2 separate regions of the Mus musculus genome follow, and region 2 is linked to region 1. Evidence: chromatin contacts called from public HiChIP or PLAC-seq data. All regions are on one chromosome and are shown on one strand. Each heading gives the region's core, a stretch centred on a gene start, on an enhancer-like site or on the middle of the called end of the contact. The rest is flanking DNA. Distances are from core to core; before and after follow the strand shown.

The links. HiChIP or PLAC-seq counts read pairs in DNA pulled down with a chosen protein or histone mark.
Region 2: an H3K27ac HiChIP or PLAC-seq map of extraembryonic endoderm stem cells shows a contact between it and region 1, with 4 times the contacts expected there. The contact joins two enhancer-like sites. A contact is called at or near these places in 8 of 39 promoter capture datasets (the 3T3-L1 cell line, embryonic stem cells, frontonasal cranial neural crest and 3 more), 4 of 115 datasets of contacts at active chromatin or transcription factors (embryonic stem cells, extraembryonic endoderm stem cells, large pre-B cells and 1 more) and 1 of 9 other capture datasets (embryonic stem cells).

The regions. Positions count from the first base shown.
Region 1 is chr7:83,639,513-83,644,239 of GRCm38.p6, reverse strand. Stard5 (StAR-related lipid transfer (START) domain containing 5) reads right to left here. Exons shown (of 6, transcript NM_023377.4): 6 at 1,912-3,818. The coding sequence ends at 3,671. Il16 (interleukin 16) reads left to right here. Exons shown (of 19, transcript NM_001360087.1): 19 at 164-1,421. The coding sequence ends at 351. Among named protein-coding and RNA genes, the nearest start is that of Stard5, 9.9 kb to the right of the region's middle. Within about 2 kb of position 2,834, at least 16 of the 459 cell types and tissues checked have an H3K27ac peak or open chromatin away from gene starts, as enhancers often do. A contact at or near this core is called in extraembryonic endoderm stem cells, where this site is marked.
Region 2 is chr7:84,347,442-84,352,037 of GRCm38.p6, reverse strand. It overlaps Arnt2 (aryl hydrocarbon receptor nuclear translocator 2), which reads left to right. Exons shown (of 19, transcript NM_007488.3): 4 at 4,483-4,596. It overlaps Gm30873 (a long non-coding RNA gene), which reads right to left. Exons shown (of 3, transcript XR_869767.3): 3 at 4,167-4,596. Among named protein-coding and RNA genes, the nearest start is that of Gm30873, 13 kb to the right of the region's middle. Within about 2 kb of position 3,012, at least 23 of the 459 cell types and tissues checked have an H3K27ac peak or open chromatin away from gene starts, as enhancers often do. A contact at or near this core is called in extraembryonic endoderm stem cells, where this site is marked.

The sequences.
Region 1 (4,727 bases), core at 1,585-4,084:
GTGTGTTACCATCCTGTGAAATGCTTCACTTTAGAATCCCTCACACGCTCCCAAAGATGGGTGTGCTATCCACTTGTGAACTTCCCTGGTTCCCCAGAAAGTGCCTTTTATTGTACCTGTTACCCATAAAGCCCAAGATGACCTGTCATCTTCTTCTTTATAGGGACAGAACAGGGTGAGATGGTGCAGCCAGGGGATGAGATCTTGCAGCTCGCTGGCACTGCTGTGCAAGGTCTTACCCGGTTTGAAGCCTGGAATGTCATCAAGGCATTGCCTGATGGACCTGTCACTATAGTCATCAGAAGGACCAGCCTCCAGTGCAAGCAGACAACAGCTTCTGCAGACTCATAGGCAGGCGGCCAATGCTAAGACAAAGCAGGAGCTGGAAGCTCCAGTAATCGCTGATTCTCAGGGTCTCTGCTGCCCACCTCACCCAGGCTGGGGAAAGCCCAGGTGTGCCTCTGGTAGCTGCTGCTCAGGTTTGGACCTCCTGGCACACTGCCCATCAAGAGGGCTGTTCCAAATGTCAGGACAGAGTCACGCAGAGGTGGCTGTTACGAACCACGTCAACTGTATATAGACAGCTTAGTGATAATACCCTGGTGCCGTAATAAAATGGTTGTATTGCAGTTTCCCAAGAAACAAATGACCTGATTTGGAAATCCCCTAGGGACTATGAAAGCCACCCCATGGCAGTGCTTTTTTTTTTTTTCTCTCATGCATCTCATGTCTTGGAGGGGAGCTCCTTACTATCAGCTCGAGCAGGTCAAGGCTGGGCTGGGGTCCTGTGAAGGGTCACTGCTTGTGGCTCTCCCCAGAGGGGCTGGCTGATGACTGGGGAAGTTTCTTCACGGCTGGTGCTTCTGCACCATGCCGATTGATTCTGCACCACACTGCCCAGCCACACTACAGTCAGGTGCGGGTGCATCTTTTAAATGTTCTGCCTTTGAAGACTCATAACATTGCTCCTGTCACACTCCTGCCGAGAGCAGGCAAACACCTGCCTGGGTTTAAGGAAAGGGGATAAGTTGTTAGAAACAGCTCTGTGAGATGCAGCCTGCCATGAAGAACACATTCAAACACATAGAAGACTTTTTGGTTGGGTCGAGAGCCTAGAAGGAGTGGAACCAGAAGACAGAGGGTATGAGCATAAAATAAAATTATTGTTAATGTCTTATCTGTCACGTGTCAGGAACCCTGCTTGGTATTAGATGATAGTTATTGGTGATCACAGCCACTTCACCAATGGCGGTCCTGCACCAATGTATTGGAGGGTACTGAGCCTCAGAACAATAAACAGCTTGTCAGGCTAAGATGTGGAAGGGCAGAGGTTTAGTCATTCCTTCAGTGACATGAGCAGGCCCAGGAGATTGAAAACATGGCACATCAGGGAATAAAAACAAACAAACAAACAACTGCTTAGCATGTCTGCAGCATGTGCATGGCCAGTATATTTGCTTTGGTTATTTCTGAACAGCGGATAGCCAAGCTCAGGGCAACTCACTGTCACTCTCAATTATCCGCAGCAGATATAGCTTTCACCAGGTCTGGGCCAGGGGTTCAGATCCTCAATCATTCCATGAAATAGAGATGACATGGGAAGGCCTGGCAAGGGTCACAGATAAAACACCAGAGCCCATTTATTTTAGGGCCTTGACAATGGAAGCTTGCTACTATATATAACTTGCTGGTTTCTCCATAATTGGAAGCCAGAAATATTTGCTGGAAGTGGACTCAGAGACCCCAGCTGGATCCTCTCTTCAGGAAAAGCCCTTCAGTGACTCTTCGTGGCTAGCTCGGCCTCACTTACTCTGAAAAATGACAGCATGTTACTGGAGCTGACATGCTTGCTTCTCCAGTCCACTCTGAGTTCTGTCCTATAGCAGACAAGTAAATGAGGAACTCAAGATACCATTTATATCAATCTATCAGGTTTAATAGAAGGTACATTTGATCTAACAGGAGAAGGTATGGGGCCGGGGGGAACAGCTGTCAGTAAGTAAAATGCTTGCCATGCAAGCATGGTCACCTGAACTTCATCTCCAGAGACAAGAAGAAAACATAAATAAAACCAACCAAGCAACCAACCAACCAAAAAGAAAAGAAAAGAAAAGAAGAGAAAAGAAAAGGAGGAAAAAAAGAAAAGAACCAGATGCGGTGGCATTCAAAGTGTAATTCCAGACCTGGGGAAGCAGAAAGATACTGGTCCCTGGAATTGTTGGTCATCCAATCTAGCCTATTTGGTGAGTCAAAGGCCAATGAGAAAGCTGGTCTCAAAAATCCCAAGGTGGATCACATCCTAAATAATGGTATAGCAAGTGAGTAAGCTTAATATGGAGACAAAACCAGAGAGAGAGAGAGAGAGAGAGAGAGAGAGAGAGAGAGAGAACCACAGAAAGAGATCAGCATCCAAACCCCAGGCAACAGGGCAGCAGCAAGAAAACCTGACAGATCTATAGAGATTGCGGGAAATTCTGAACAAGCCCCGTCAAAATGAAGCTGTGTCCTAATGAGCCCTTTGACTAAATCCAAGCTGCTCCAACAACAGTGAGAAGAACAAAGGTAGAGAGAGTAGGGGAATTATTAAAATTATTAAAAGCTACTAGAGGGGAGCAGCTGGACTGTGAGGGTACTGTGTCTCTGAAGACAGTGTCAGTCAGCAGAGATCTTTCCTTTCTCCATCTGATGGAAAGCAAGGATCTAAATTTATTTGGAAAGCTAAAGAGAAACCCTTTGTCCCTAAAGGAATGGCAGACCTTGTGGTCAGTGTCAGATACAATAGGCGTGCATACTTGCACAGCATAGCAGACATTCTTCCCTCCTTCCTAATGGCAGCAAAGCCTGAGGGGCCAGGAGTCCCCAGCATTCTTGCCTCACCATGATGACTGAGGGCACAGTGAGGTACATGCCATGGGGCTCACCTCCCCAGAGTCTAGCATGCACACAGGAACTGCTGGCCCTGCCTAGAGTCACTCATAGGGGCCACAAGAATTCACACTCCTTCCCAAAGATACAAACTGGCCTGAGGCAGTTACAAGCCGGTTTCATGGGGATGTGAACCTTAACCCACAAAGGGAGAAACAGATAGAAAGAGATGATTCTGATGGAAGAGATCACAAACGGTAGATTGAAAGTATTTTTCCTTAAGGCTTATCCTGTGGTTTAAAACATCATTTTCCAAGTTGACACTTTTGTAAAGAGTGAAAGTCTTGTGCTAAAAATTTGTATACAAAAGCATATCCAGAAAGGGAACACAGGAGTCTGGGAACTCCAGATGCCAGAGGAAGCAGGACTTAGCGACCACAATGGATGATGATTCTTTAAGACCCACACAGGGACAAGGTGTCTTACAGCAACCAGCACACAGGGCTCTGGACCACAAGGAATCAAAGAGTACGTGAGCCATCTCTCAGGTGGCCATAGAGGGACTTGCCCTGGCCTGCCAGGCCTATGTGTGCACCACGGCAAGCTAGTGGTTAGCTCCTTCCACACCAAGCCCAAGAGGACGGAGGGTGGTGTGGGGGGATGGGCTGCTCCTCTGGAATGGAACCCTGAGATTTGCTGTTAACTATGGCATCTCAAAAGGCCTCAGCAGCTCTTCCGTGTCCTTTGAGGCTCAACAGCTGGAGTTCCTGAAGGACCATAGGCAATCCCTGCCAATAGGCGACTGTCAGTGATGGAACTTCCTCACTGCCTTCTGAAGGTTGGGGTAGAACTCAGCCATGCTTCGAGGGAAGAAGGAGTCCACCACACTCTGAGGGAGGTAGCCACTCAGGTCTGTCTGAAAGAATGTGACCAGGTTGGTTTTGTTGGGATCCCTGAAGAAATAGCAGATGCGGGTTAGATATGTACCATGGAAGCATCTAGCTCAGAGCCATGACCAGCAGAAGTGGTCCAGACATGGTGGTCACTTCTACTCCTGCTCTAGATTCAGTGCCCAGGACTCCTCTCAGCCTCCTTGTTGTGGATGATAGCATAGCCTCTAGGGGACACACGGCACAGTTGCTACAAACACATTGGGGAGCTGGTAGGACAGCTAGGTGCAGATTCTCCTTATGGCTACTGACAGCCCATCCCCCCAACCCCTCCTGGGCTTTGTGTATAAGGAGCTGTTTATCAGTTTACCCCTGTGCAGAGAAAGACAGCCAGAAGGAGGAGGGGAGGGGAGGGGGAGGGAGAGAGGGAAATACAGAGGGAGAGGGAACAAATCCTCCGTCAGATTCCATGTTCTCTCTCCCTCCCCACCTCCCACTGATTCTGGGGTACTTTCTCTGCCCATACGCCACCCCCACCCTCACCCCAAGCTCAAGCTATCCCTCATAGTCACTCAGCTGTGTTCTCTTTGGAAACTTGAACAGATAAGTAAGAAATCTGAGTTAGTGACTATGTTTCTCTCTGGGGAGCCCTGGGCTTGATGGGAGAACATCACAGAAGAGACAAACCACGTGGGGAAAGACACACAGAGTAAGTAAAAGTGGATAAAAGGGGCCTCAGAGGCACCACGGCTGTCTTTACAGGAAAGCCAGGAGTTTGCCTGACATACTCATCAGAATACATGCGGAACTTACATACATACAGTAGGCAGAACACAGAGAATGCTCCCTGCATACAGTAGGCACATCACAAATGCAGCTCTGGTGCTGCCTCCTCCACAGACTCTCCTGCCCTCTGAGATGCTTTTCCTCTGTCACAGATAGTCTGAGCCCAGACACCTCAGATCTGATCTG
Region 2 (4,596 bases), core at 1,763-4,262, 710 kb before region 1:
GGTGACATGAGCTTCAAAAGAGGAGGTCTCTTTGCTCAAGAGGTTCAGAAATGGAAATACAAAGCTTGGGTTCCTTTCCCAGCACGGCCTAAGGAAGCAGCCTTCACTTGCTAGCACTTGGCTTGACTTCTGTTCCCTCTTGACTTCCATTATCAACTCACAGGCACTAACAACACACATAGATGAGCTCTGTCTCTAGAAGACTCTGATCACACCCCAGAACAAAACACAGGCCTCCCTAATGGACCCCAGGACCTAGTGGCATCCTCACAGGGTCAGCACCCTGATAGCACACCCAATCTACAAGCCTGCACGCAGAGTGAGGCCCAAGTATCTCACAGCACCGGGCAGCCCAAGGTGGCTTCCCACTTTAGTGTCCCAGCATGTTCCTGTGTTACAGGTGACACCAGTGGGAAGTGGCATTTCAAGAGTTTGGACAGCTGACAGTCCCAAGCTTTCATCAAAAGTCAATTACACATCAGACTCTCTATGGACCTTATATACTTGCAGAACCAGATCTACTTCAGACCCCTTCCATGTGTGTCAAGGGAGGCAATGAGGGGCACTCAGCCTTAACACATGACTGCATGGCTCCTCTCACTCAGTCCTGCCTTCAGTGTCTTAGGTTCTGGGGTTCCTGCATGTATCCATTGGGACTTCTATTTAGAGGGTCCTCCTCAACACATACTTTCATACCATCCTGTATAATCTTAGCCTTTAGGTCACAGGAGAATGGCACCATGATTGTGCCAGCACCTCCTGGAAGTCATGAGGAAAGTTTTTGAAGTGCTCCCATTTCATAAATGTAAGTCAAAATGGCTCACACACACACACACACACACACACACACACACACACACACACACACACACACACACACACCACTGCTATAAGTAAACTCACACAGCTAGCTACACCTCCTTCTTTGCCCTTGATTCCTCCAGTTGTCCCCCTTGCGGAAAGGCTCTAGTCTTCTTGCTCCAGCAGAATTAGGATGCCTCCTGCATCCCAGCTGTCCTTTGCTGCAGAGTCCTGACCCTGTTCCTACATATGTAGAGGCAGATTTCCTTACTGATGCTACCTGGCTCCCAGCAATTTTGGGTGCTCATAGACACCACATTCACAGGCCTAACAGATTGAGCCCATTGTCCCCTCCCCTGGGAGAAGATGAACTTGGCCTAGTAAATAGGGTCTTAAGGGTGTGCCTTTCTCTTCTCACAAGATGGCATTGCCTTACTTCTGTATCCTTGAAGGCTTTAAAATGAAATCTTACATATCAGTGTGTACCATTTGCTTCTCAGATCTTGTTGCCAGGCAACTGGCAGTTCTCAGCTCTTTAATACACTGCTAGTACCTCAGGCTTATTTCATAGAAAATCTAAGATTATTGTATTGCTTCCTGCACTGGTCAGTGAGTGTGATTTCCAGCTTTTGGATATTGCTGTAATCATTTCTTCCTTTACCTTAGTCTACACATTTAATTTATCTATGGATTCATCAGAGAACTTCACAAAGACCCCTCCCAATGTTTATAGGAAATTTAGTCCATAGCAATATGGCATTGTTGATTACCACAGACACTATTTGAAAGCTTTAGTCTTATCTCTGTAGGTTTGGGGTCACTACTGAAGGACTTTAATGGGTTACACTTGCATTTAGAAACCTGCCAGTCTGTCTACAATATAAGGTCTGTGATGGAGGAAAGAAAGATGAGAGGAGGCTTAGCCACATGGTGCAGTGGTAATAGCTGCTGTGGGCAGGGCATGGGCATGGAGAAGGGAGAAGAGTCAAGAGTTTTTTTGCAAGAGTTTGGCAGACAGAACTTTGTGGTGAAGAAGCTATTCAGCATGTGCTGGACGAGAGATAAGTCAGAGTAGACAATGTGTTCTTATGATTCAGAGGGGTGTTGAATGACGGACTGGAGAGAGGGGAGAAGGGGACCCAGAGAGAAGTGTGTGGGGCTGTGAGACATCCCAAGGTCAGAGTGAGACTCCAGATGGGGTGGGCAGGTTCTCCTTTCAGATGCCTGTTTCACATGACCCTACAGGAACATGCAGGGAGGTGTGAAGGGAGCTCTGGGTCCTGCCTGAATCATCATCTGCTCAGAAGTGCCTGAACTTCTTGTCTGGTCTCTCCTTACATCATCAGCCCATGCACTTTCAGAGTATCACCTTCTCTGAGTGGTCCCACGAAGTGTGAGCTGGCAAGGTGGCGTTACACACCTCTGGGAGCTCTCCCTGCTTTAGGCCTCCTGGACAAATGTCCAGCTGAAGAATGTGTTCTGCACCGTATGACCAGCTTTGTGGTTGTGGAAGGCGAGGAAAGGGCCTCAGGTACCTCCATGGCAAGACTCCTGCCTGTGCTGAAGAGCTAGCAGTCCTCTGTTCAAATTCCCGCTTGCAACACTTTCCCTGGCTTGTAGATGCCCCACCCCAACCTCTTCTTATCTGGTTGACCCTTTCCCCCCTACTCAGGAAGCTCTGTCCACTTCCGCCTTGGAGAGATAGAGTTTCCTGACCCTAGGGAGTCTTTCCTACGTATAAGAACATTGCTGCTTCACCGACATCTGTCCAGTTAATCCCCTATGGGTGGGGTTGGCCTCAGGAGTCTGCTTGCTGGTCTTCCTCCTCTCTCCTACATGGCTCATCTACCTCTGTCAGCCACATCAGGGCCCATTGGCCCATTCGATTTCTCACTGTGGTCTGGCCTGCACCCCAGCTTCCCAAGTTCCTCAGTTTCCTCTTCCACCAGGTCTGCCCTTCCTACAGAGATGTCTCTTCCTTGATCAACGCTTTAGATCTTCCTTTAACCCTCGAGATAAACCCTCTCCCCAGAGCACACCTCCTTTTTTTCTGCTGCCACATAGGTCTAACCCTTCCCACTGTTGCTAACCCCTTCTAGCCCCTCCTCTTCTATGTCTTTTTCTCACCTGCCTTTTACCTTCCAAGGCCTTGCTGAGCATGTGATCACATCCCACCTCTGGGCTCTGCTATGCACAGTGGGTGTTTACATCCCTTGAAGACCATGTTGGGCTTCCTTGTTTTCTTTGGCATTCCATACCCATTGTGGGGCTAGCTCAGGACTCCTTGAATGGAAATTCTGTTCCAGAAGGTTCACACCAGTCCACCACAGGGACTGCTGTTTCTACAGAGGGTCTCTCAGCGCACACACACAGCATGCTCATTGTCACACCTATGGGCCTGATTGTCGTGTTGTCCCACTTCCCGAAGTGTAAGGCTGATGAATACATGCAGTGTGTGGAGCAGCCTTGCCTGGGGATCTTCTTTTCTTATTGTTGGTGTCACTTTCCTTCCCAGAGAAGCCAGAAAGCCCTCCATTCTGCAGCAACAGCAGCAGCAGCGTGGGGTGTGTTTTTAGACTCTGTTTCATCTCAGGGAACAGCAAGTGTGTTGGATGAGGTTGGCTGTTACTCTCTTTTGAGCTGAACGGTAATAAATAATTCGAGGCAGAAATATTCTCCCAGCCCTTCTGTTGGTTTTCCATTTTAAGAATCCTAGAAATGGAATTGGGTAATTCCTTGGAGTATTTTTTGTAATTGGTTATTTGCTAATAGGCCAGGATCACACCTGTTCTGTTACTATGCTGCAGGAAATACACTGGGTGTAGAAGAAAGGCATGTTCACTTTATATAAAGTGAATCTGCGTCATCCGTGGTCTCCTTAGTAACACAAAGAATAGTGAGGCTTGCGATGGGTTAGATACTGCAAGCCCATTGTCAGCTGAGGGTATTGCTAAAGACAAAGCATTTGATACAGCCCCAGCCAAGCATCTCAGCCTAGCTTGGATGGCCTTTAGCCAGATTAGAACACTCATATCAGTTTGTCTCTAGCTAAGCATTCAACACATCCCTACTTTATAGTGGAGTGCTAAGGATTCATAAGATATATTGAGTGCTGTATTGAAGGTAAAAGTCACATGGCTGTGTGGGTATTCCTCATCTTTGGGTGCTTTATGTATTTTGAGGTACAGTGTTCACTTGAATGGATTATCACCATCCAAGAATTGAAGGAGTATAAGTTGGAGGCTATCTTATAGTGAGTGTTTCGTGTCATGAGGGAAATAAACCACATGGATAAGAAGTCTGGAGCTACATTTGTAAATGTGTATCCACACATTCATGTTTAAGATCATGCTTGTACACAGAAAGCCTGCTAAAAAGTTTTAATCTTCCATGCTCCCTGGTCAAAAGTCCATAGGTATGTGTGTAATTCCGGAAGAGCCTATACATATTTAGAGAAGGAGGCACAGAGAGAGGTCCATGCTTCCCACACAAAGACCCGAGTTACAGATGTGTCAGGGATTCAGTCCACAACTACTCAAAACACTGAGCCATTATGAGTTAGGTCCAGGACTTTGGCTATCTGATGTTAACAGTGTATTCTTTTATCCCAATGTCTGCTGACCGACCCCTGGTCTGATCCTTCTCTTTTTCCCTCCCCCTGACCTCTTGCTTTCTGGGAAGAGAGAACCACAGTGAGATTGAGCGGCGCAGGCGGAACAAGATGACTCAATATATTACGGAACTCTCCGACATGGTTCCCACCTGCAGTGCACTGGCTAGGAAGCCAGACAAGCT